Linked DNA regions of Gossypium hirsutum: regions 1 and 3 are each linked to region 2. A link is a contact called in public Hi-C data. All regions are on one chromosome and are shown on one strand. The core of a region is the stretch at or near the end of the contact, and the rest is flanking DNA. Distances in the headings are between cores, read along the strand shown.

The links. Hi-C and Micro-C count contacts between places; a contact is called where the count stands out from the background.
Region 1: a Hi-C map of leaf shows a contact between it and region 2, with 2.0 times the contacts expected there. The contact joins the promoter of LOC107962876 here to the promoter of LOC107897070 in region 2. A contact is called at or near these places in 5 of 34 Hi-C or Micro-C datasets (callus and leaf).
Region 3: a Hi-C map of leaf shows a contact between it and region 2, with 2.2 times the contacts expected there. The contact joins the promoter of LOC107897074 here to the promoter of LOC107897070 in region 2. A contact is called at or near these places in 9 of 34 Hi-C or Micro-C datasets (anther, callus, hypocotyl and 3 more).

Annotation. Positions count from the first base shown.
Region 1 is chrA06:31,451,215-31,454,408 of Gossypium_hirsutum_v2.1, forward strand. LOC107962876 (glycine dehydrogenase (decarboxylating), mitochondrial) reads right to left here and starts at 1,469. Exons shown (of 15, transcript XM_016899431.2): 1 at 1-1,469. The coding sequence starts at 846. It overlaps LOC107962877 (a long non-coding RNA gene), which reads right to left. Exons shown (of 6, transcript XR_001701806.2): 6 at 2,913-3,137.
Region 2 is chrA06:31,668,201-31,671,410 of Gossypium_hirsutum_v2.1, forward strand. It overlaps LOC107897070 (probable beta-1,3-galactosyltransferase 12), which reads right to left and starts at 1,322. Exons shown (of 7, transcript XM_016822406.2): 1 at 1-1,322. The coding sequence starts at 153.
Region 3 is chrA06:31,846,391-31,849,393 of Gossypium_hirsutum_v2.1, forward strand. LOC107897074 (vacuolar-processing enzyme) reads left to right here and starts at 1,562. Exons shown (of 9, transcript XM_016822413.2): 1 at 1,562-1,859; 2 at 2,048-2,212; 3 at 2,310-2,466; 4 at 2,601-2,686; 5 at 2,780-2,979. The coding sequence starts at 1,650.

The sequences.
Region 1 (3,194 bases), core at 219-2,718, 220 kb before region 2:
GTAATCAATATCCTTAAGATCTGCAGTAACCACTTTAAGATCAAAACCATCAGCTCTAGTCTTACAAATATCAATTGTCTGAGGGTGACAATTATTAGCAATGATGAAAGTCTTCTTTTTCCCTTTCAGAATATTGTTACACATGGCCATAGCCTCAGCAGCAGCAGTTCCCTCATCAAGCAATGAAGCATTTGACATAGGCAAACCAGTGAGATCAGTAATCATGGTTTGGAAGTTAAGCAAAGACTCAAGCCTGCCTTGAGATATCTCAGCTTGGTAAGGTGTGTATTGAGTGTACCAAGCTGGATTCTCCATTATGTTCCTCAAAATCACAGGGGGAACATGAGTGTTATAATAACCCATCCCAATGAATGACTTGAAAATCTTGTTCTTAGATTCCAACATTTTCATGTGTTCAATCATTTGGCTCTCAGTTAACCCTTCATCGAACTTTGAAAACTTCATGGAATCAATACGTATAGCTTTAGGCACAGTTGCATCAATAAGGGAATAAAGACTATCAAACCCACAAGATTCAGCCATTTTGGTCTGCTCCTCAGGGGTTGCAGAGTTATGGCGGCGGGGAAAAGTATCACTCGATTTTAATGCCTCAACAGAGATGGATCGAAGTTGTTGTGACCCAAAACTGTTTGGTACATTTCTACCTCCTAACAAATCTGATCTGCTATAACACTTGGAACCAAAAGGCGACAGTGAAGATACATACCTTGAAGGAGTGTATAAAACAGGTGATCTACAGCTCATTTGCCCATTGCTTGATTGCTTGGTTTCATTAACCAAGCGTCTAAGGATTGCCCTGCTAGCCAACCTCCTTGCCCTCTCCATCAAAGAAGTTGCTTTTTTTTTTTTTCTTAAGGTTTTGGTAATGAAAATGCAATGGAGAAGAAAAAGAAAAAGAAACTTTGGGTTGGTGAGGCAATGAAACAAAAAGGCTAAAAGGTTTAATTTTTATTTCATGAGTGAGAGAAGGGAAAGTGGGTTGGTGATAGAACTGTGTGTATACTTTTGTCTATATTTATATATGGTTGTGCTTAAATAATCAAATGTAATTGAAAATCATGAAAAGAAATATTATTTTTATGGGAAAATTAAAGAATTTTGGTGGATGATGGGTGACGCTGCAACTATGGAGAAAAAAGACAGATTTTTTTGAGGACATAACATGTCAGATTCCAAAACTAACATAAAAAAGAAATCACAAATCTCCAAAAGAAAATGAATGGAAGTAATTGCAAGAAAAAGGATTGAAATTCAATGGATCACAATTCATGGCATCATCTCTTTAATCAAACAAATCTCAGGAAAATAAAATTTCAATCTTATTCTTTTCTCCCTTTCTGGTTCTTTGGATGAAGATTGAAGCTTGTGTGTTGGCAATATCTGTTTCACAATCTCATTATCTTGATTATCCCTCACCCTCAACCTCTCACTGCCATCTATCTTTACTATAATTAAAAATTTACTCTTTCAAATTTAAAAATACTAATTGAATTCTATTAAAATTCGTCTATTACATAATTATTGAATGAATATTTAATATTTTTATGCCAGTTTTATTATGGATTGTCACTATTTTAAGAATAACATGCACTAATCAATAAGATTGTATTTAAAATTTGAGATAAGAGGCGTATATCTGTATTCTTTATTTATACATATACGCACAAAAATATGATTAGTATGTGTTAAAAAGGTTTTATCAAATGAATCTTTGCTTGGAATTTGACCAACAAAATTTCAATCTCAAAAATCATCCTCGGAAGTAGTACTGTACGTGTCATCCAACTTAACTGATACCAACCCTCTTTGCCATACATCCGGTTTTAGTCGGTTCAATTTCTACTCTTGCGGTACGTTTGATTCACTATAATGGACTAGGGCTGTAATTGAGTAGAGTTGTAATGAAATAGAACTGTAATCAGTAATTCAATTATTTGATTTAATGGAAGTGAATAGAGCTGTAATAGAATTCTTGTGTTGGTTGAATAAAATAAATATTGTAATAGTATAAGGAAAAAAACTTAAATGACCAAAGTACCCTTAGCAGAATTTTTGTAGATAGATGATCATTATTATTAAATTTTAATAAGATTATTGTTCAATATATTTTAGTAAAAATAAAAAAAATAATTTAATCATATTTTAACATAATTATTATTAAATACAATTTAATAAAATAATATATAATTTAATAACATTCTTAATATAATTATTAATAATATTTAATAATAATTTTAATATAAAATTATTATTAAAAATATTTCAATGTCTAATATATTTGCTTTAATCTAGCCTCTCACCTGTTCTCTTAGGTCACAATCGCCAATATAAAAATGACTCTAACGATATTTTATTTTAATAATCAATTTTAATAGAAAACATATTTTATATATTTTATTTGATCATTTATAATAACATGATAACAACAATGAATTATAAGGTATACTCTTTAATAAATTAATTATTTATAGCAATCTTTTGGTGAAATAAAAACCTTCAAATTTTACATAAAAATTACTAAATTTTAGTAACATTAGTTCTTTTCATATGTGAAATAAAAAATAAAAACTCATAGTCCTTTGTTATTCAAAAACCATAGTCCTTAATTTTAGGTTATTCAAAAACTCATAGTTCTTTATGTTATTCAAAAACATGAAGAAAACTCGATATAAATACAGAAGGAGCTGAGATCCGCAATCCCTTTGTCTCAAAAGCCATTCCTCATTTTATGTTAATTAAAAACTCAAAGTTATTTATGTTATTCTCGTATAAGAAATAGCAAATTCTCTCCATAGCATTGGCTTCTCTTAGAAAGTCAAACTCATATCCAATCTTGACAACACAAAGGATAAATAATTAACGACATGCAGAAGAAAAAAGAAATCCAAATCCAAGTGGAACGATACTCTCAATTTACATAAATTTGAAAAATACATAAAAGAAGGATAGATGTGTTTTGCAAATAACATCAGTGTGAATACAAATACCTTCTTTTCCATTTACTTGGTAACGGAAAACAGATCAAATTTGACATCATTCTTCTGAATGTATAGTGCAAATGCTTGCAAGTTACAAATGTCGGTCATCATAAGATCTTGGATTCCCGGATGTTGCACCTGCCATAAACTTGAAAGGTCAAAATCACATAGACATGTGAGGTTTTAAAATTATTT
Region 2 (3,210 bases), core at 72-2,571:
TGAAAAGACGAGAATGGGCCAAGGAATTCGAGTTGAGGAAAAGGCGGAAAAGGGCTTTGAGGGCTTGACGGGTTTGGCGGAGTAGAAGGAAGGAAGCGGAGCGGATCCCGCGGAACCGCTGGAGGCGGAGGAGCGGTGAGAGAAGAGGGGCATTTTAGTGAATTACGGGGAATGGGAGTGAGAAAATATAGTAAATTGGTAATGAAGAAAAAGATTTAACAGCAGTCAATCACTGAGTCGAAGAGTGGTGTACCTTTGTAGGGGAGCGAAATGAACCTTGAGAAATACTGCACTTGATATAATTTTTGGTAGTTGGATCTTTGTTTTTCTTTTTCATTTTTGCTCCTCTTTAAAGCTTCACCGGGCATGTTAAATCTGACTGTTTTTTCCTTGTGAAAATTAAAAACCCTTTATTGGATTCTTTCATTTCACATTCTCAAATTTGACTTTGTAACTCTGTACTTGGAGCATTTGCAACGTACATGTTTCCATCCGGAGGGATTACATTTGCTTTCTTTTAAGGGCCTTTTCCCCTCTCTCAATGAGAAAAAGTAATTGGAGTCAAATTCGGTCCATGCGAATGAGAGCAAAAGTTTCTAACAAATAATAAAAGCCAAAGCTTCAACCAATACAAAACAAAGGCCTTAATAGCCAATAAAGCTAATGCCCTAGTCAGGCAACCTAAGAGGATTCAACACTTGAATCAAAGGGAGCGAAGGTGGATTCAAGCCAATACAATGGTTGCCAACCCTTCCTTTCCTAGTGTTGGAAACGTTGCAAACTTGAAACAACAGATAGGTGGAACCTAAAAAAAGTTCATATAAAAACACAAGCCATCAAAGACTCCATGGGAAAAAAGTCATTATTGGCATAGCAAATGGACCAGTCTTCGCGTCCGAGCAAATTACACAATAAAAAAAATGAGGGGAAAGCAAGCGCCACATATAAAGTCTCCACGAGAAAGGTAAAGGCTTATACCGAAGCCAAACATTATTATTTCGAATAACGATCTCCATCACATGGAAAACCTGGCCGATAGACTGAATTACAAGGGCGACAAAGTAGGGGTGGTGATGGACTACTTAACCGCCAAACGACTGGTTGCGATAGAGGATTTTCTTTGATAAAAAATGGGTTGTTGACGCTGGTCAATGAGATTGCTAGTGGTGGAGATGAAAAGCAGAAGGAGAAGGGGTTATGGATGATTTTTTACGACAATTCGAAGGTCAGAGGATGAAATCAGAGTGGTTTTTGATACCTTGTACGACGAAAGGGGTGGATAAAAAGCCAACCAACGGTGCAAGAGCTTAATCCATATATTTTTAGTACGGTAGCAAAGTTCTTAACCCTTAAAACTCTTTCCAAGATTAAAACCATTTATTGCTGTCTTTTTTTCAGTTTTTCATTGCTTTTTCTATTGAATCTTTCCCATTTTTATACTGTATAAATACTTTGGTTTTTTATTTGAAAAATATCTCAAGGTTTTAGCTTAGCCATTTTTTTGTACTAATTACATTGTAATCTACAAACAACTCTTGTATTCATAAGCACTCAAGCCTTCTTATATTTCTCATAAAAATATTTTTCTTTATTTTTTTATTTTTTTTCAGACACTAAATGACGTTAATTATAGCATGGATTGTATCAAACGCAATGAAAGAATATAAATTGATACCAGAAATGAATGCACATTGTCCATTATCAGTAAAATCATAAAGTGAAAAACATAAGTATATTCTTTTATATGTAATATATATTCAAGCGAAATAATTCATTAACTATAATTTTAAAATGGTTAAATGCATAAGAGTCAAAATTTTCAAATTGTTCATGTAAAGGCCTAACTTTTACAGAATTACTACCTTTTAAAGTGCTCAAATAAGAATATAATTACTATCAATATTTATTTGATCTATAGATTACGAAGTTGAAAAGTGTAAAATATGTTAAATATGATGTGAATAACAAATTGTTTATCCAGGGTAGAATAATTTCACTCTTATTAACACATTGCTTATCCGGGGAAGAATTCTCAGTTATAGAACAATAGTATTATTTTTATTTAATTGTGTATGAAAATAGTTTTTTTTTTTTTTTACTTTTCATATTTAGTCACATTTTTTTTTCATTTGATCACTAAAATAAAGTTATTGTTGTTGTTAACCATATACAAAGATAAAGGTTAATTATGAATAGATAAGTTATAACCGCATTGCATTCTTATTATAAAGACTTTTGCTTTCATGATTAAATTAACCCATCAAGACTTCAAATCTTCATTTTTGGACAAAAAAAAACATAGTTATTAATTTACTCTTGATTAATTAGGATTCTTAAGAATTTGTTTTGTTATAATTAGTTATAGCATAATTATGATTAAAACATTCAACCAATAGTTGAGTTAAAATTTTCATTTTGATTATATAAATTTAAAAAATATATTATTGAAATATTTTTTCAACGAAAATTTGAAATTTACATGCATGTTCTTTAATATTTTAAATATATGTATATGGAAAATAATTTTAAAAAATTTAAGTAAAATTATAAAAATAGAACTGATACGTCTTTAACAATTGGTTTTAAAAATTATGGACTAATTGCATAATTTAAAAGTAAGGTAAAAGTGTTTGTCAAATTCCTTTATTATATAGTACAGTAGAGGGCTAATTTATTGTGGTCTCTATAATAGAGGGATCTGCTTAAATTAATTAGGTACAAGAATTATGGAATAAAATTTTTTTTATTTTTACTATAATTATTGGTTTCTATACCATGTATATTGCCTATGGGTCGGGTGGCTTGACAGAGCATAGTTTGAGAATGGAGTTTATTATTATTATTATTATTATTATTTCCCAACTCAAATTCAAATTAAATAATAAAAATATATTTTATTTAAATTTAATTATAAAATACGTAAATATTAATATTAATATGTTTTTAATAATTTATTAATATATAAATAGTAAAATTAATTATTGGACTAGACTAAATTTCGATTAGGACTTAAATTTTTTTTAGAATCTAATCTCGGTTTGACCCATAAACAATTATAATTACATGTTAATTTATTCTGTTTACCTGTTTTATTTAATATATTATATTATGAGAATATTATTAAATTGTTAATATAATTTAAATTTTAACATAGATTTCAACTAATGAATATTATTTCTTGGGAATCAATTTCCAATACATTAATCAAAT
Region 3 (3,003 bases), core at 312-2,811, 180 kb after region 2:
TAATAGTTTAATATAAAATAAATAAATTGCCAATTCGATTTTCATCCCTCATAAATATCATGTTTAAATTCCCTCTAATATTTATCTGTAAGAGTCCCACTAATTTTAATTCTAGTTTTAATAATTCAATCATGTACTGTTTACGATAATATATATTTTAAAAAATAAAAAAATAAAATAAAATCCTAAATAATTTTGACAAAGTATAAAACAGATACAATGAAGTTTAAGTAATCAAGTACATGATGAGCTAGGCATGAAAAGGAAGCATATATGTTTTGGAATTTTATTATCAAGGAAAGTCCCCTTTGTTCCACAATGAAACTTCACCCAACTTTTTATAATAGTATGGTTTTAAGCAGCTAGTTGTTCCATGAAAACGAAAGGGTTGGGTAATTAGAATCAAATTATTATTTTTCTATTTAAATTCCATCGTAATAATCACCTTAGCTTCAAATATAGTTTAAAGTCACCAATAATGCAAGGGTCGCTGTATATGCATCCATCAAAGAAAATCAAATGTAGAAGAAGAGTGTGAGCAAGAGATTCCTATTACTTTATGTCACAATTTTTTGTATGATACCAAAAGATTCAAATAAACTTGCCTCCCTTTTCAAGATATGGGATTGGATCGCCCCTTCAAATATTTTGACTTTTATGTTTTTTTTCTTAAATAATACATTTTTTAATATTAAAAAAAAAACAGTATGCTATAAAATTTGTTTGATGTTTTTATAATTAGAGTTAATATTTTAAACTCTATCAACAATAATATATTAATGGAGTTAGGTAAAAAATTGAGTTTGTTTAAACATGAATTGGATGGAATTGAACTTCAAAATGAAGAAGATTCAAGTCCGAGCCAATCAAAACATGTTGTCCAATTTTTATATTGTAAATATTAAATAATATGTTATTTATGTTTAAATTTTCAGTAAAGGAAAAATATATATGTAATTTAATAAATATTAAAAAAACGTATACAAGTAATAAAAAATAAATAATAGAGACATGTAATGATATTTTAACTTCACTTATATGATTAAAAAAGTCGACAATTAATTAGAAATTTTTATAAATTAAGCTGAGTTTAATTTTTTTTTTTACTCTTAAGCTAATTCAATTCGTTCTATTTCACTGTTTATAAATAATAAAAAGTACAAAAATATTTTTTATTATTTTTTATATCTTTTTCATTATTCAATTTAAGTATAAGTAATTTTCATAATATTTATTAGATTAGAATATTTATTGATTTTATTTTAAAAAATAAAAATGAAAATTGGGTGTTTTTGAGTTTTCCGTTTTCCATGAAAAAAAAAAAGCAACCAATAAGAGACAACTACGTAATACACATTTCGACTCCGCGGGTCCCATTAAAAGCCGACGAAAATCAACTTGGCCACCTCCCGTTTTTCATCGCTCTCATCACAACCGTTTTTCTTTTTTACTCTTGAAGGAACAAAACCGTTAATTTTTATGGGTCCCCAAATGAACGTCCCAGATGCAATCATAAGTTTCCATCAATAAAAGTGGCTCCTGGGCCCGCCAATACCATAGCTAATATCTAAATTTATGCTTATAATAACTTAGCTGCAAAGCCTTTGAATTTTGCATTATCTTCAATTTCTTCTTTTGTTGGCCAAATCATGACCACTCTCGTGACCGGTGTGTTTCTCCTCCTACTATCCGTCGCCGGCGTCGTCTCCGCTGCTAGATATATCACCGGTGATGTCCTCCGGTTACCTTCGGAAGCTTCAAGGTTCTTCCAATGGAGGAGCGATGATGATGAAGTTGGTGGCACAAGATGGGCGGTCCTGATTGCTGGATCTAATGGATATTGGAATTACAGGCATCAGGTTATAGCTTTTCTTTAAAATTCAATTTTTCTTTATCGTTTTCATGAGTTTTTTTGAAAATATTTATGATTGAACTTTTAATGTCAACCTCCACTCCACTTCAACAAAGTAAATTATTAAAAAAGCTTTTCACTTATTGGTTGTTTGATCGGTCTTAAATTTGTTAAAATTATTGATAATTGTTCCAGGCTGATGTTTGTCATGCTTATCAACTCCTAAGGAACGGTGGTTTGAAAGAGGAAAATATCATTGTCTTTATGTACGATGATATCGCTTTCAATGAAGAAAACCCTAGGCCTGGTGTTATCATTAACAATCCTCATGGCGATGATGTTTATAAGGGAGTCCCAAAGGTCTGTTCTTTTTTTATTTTTCTTTTTGTAAAAACAAATCATTATTAATTTTACAATTACTGATTATAATCGTTGCCTAATTGTTGTCCTTTTGCAGGACTATACTGGAGAAGATGTTAATGTTCACAACTTTTTTGCGGCTCTCCTCGGAAACAAGTCTGCTATCACCGGGGGTAGCGGGAAGGTTGTCGATAGTGGCCCCGATGATCATATCTTCTTATACTACACTGACCATGGGGGTCCCGGTGTCCTTGGTTAGTAATATCTCATTAGCAGTTACTTTTTTATAGCTCTCTGATTGTGCCTTAGCTTCGTATTTATTATTTGCAGATTCTAGTATTTGATACTTGCTTTTGAAGCTGTTAATGTTTCTTTTGTGTTAATCCAGGGATGCCTACCTTTCCTTATCTTTATGCTGATGACTTGATTGAGGTTTTAAAGAAAAAGCATGCTTCAGGGAATTATAAAAGCATGGTAATTTGATGTTTTAAAATTTTCGATTTCTGGATGTGTTTTCTTGTCATCTTTCTGCCGTTTTTAATTTCTTATCTGCATGTAACTTTGCAGGTATTCTATCTTGAAGCTTGTGAGTCAGGTAGTATCTTTGAGGGTCTTCTTCCTCAGGGGTTGAATATCTATGCAACCACAGCATCAAATGCGGAAGAGAGTAGCTGGGGAACCTATTGTCCCGGAGAGTACCCAAGTCCTCCCCCAGAATATGAAACCTGCTTGGGAGACTTGTACAGTGTCGCTTGGATGGAGGACAGGTTGGTATTCAAGCATGATCACCA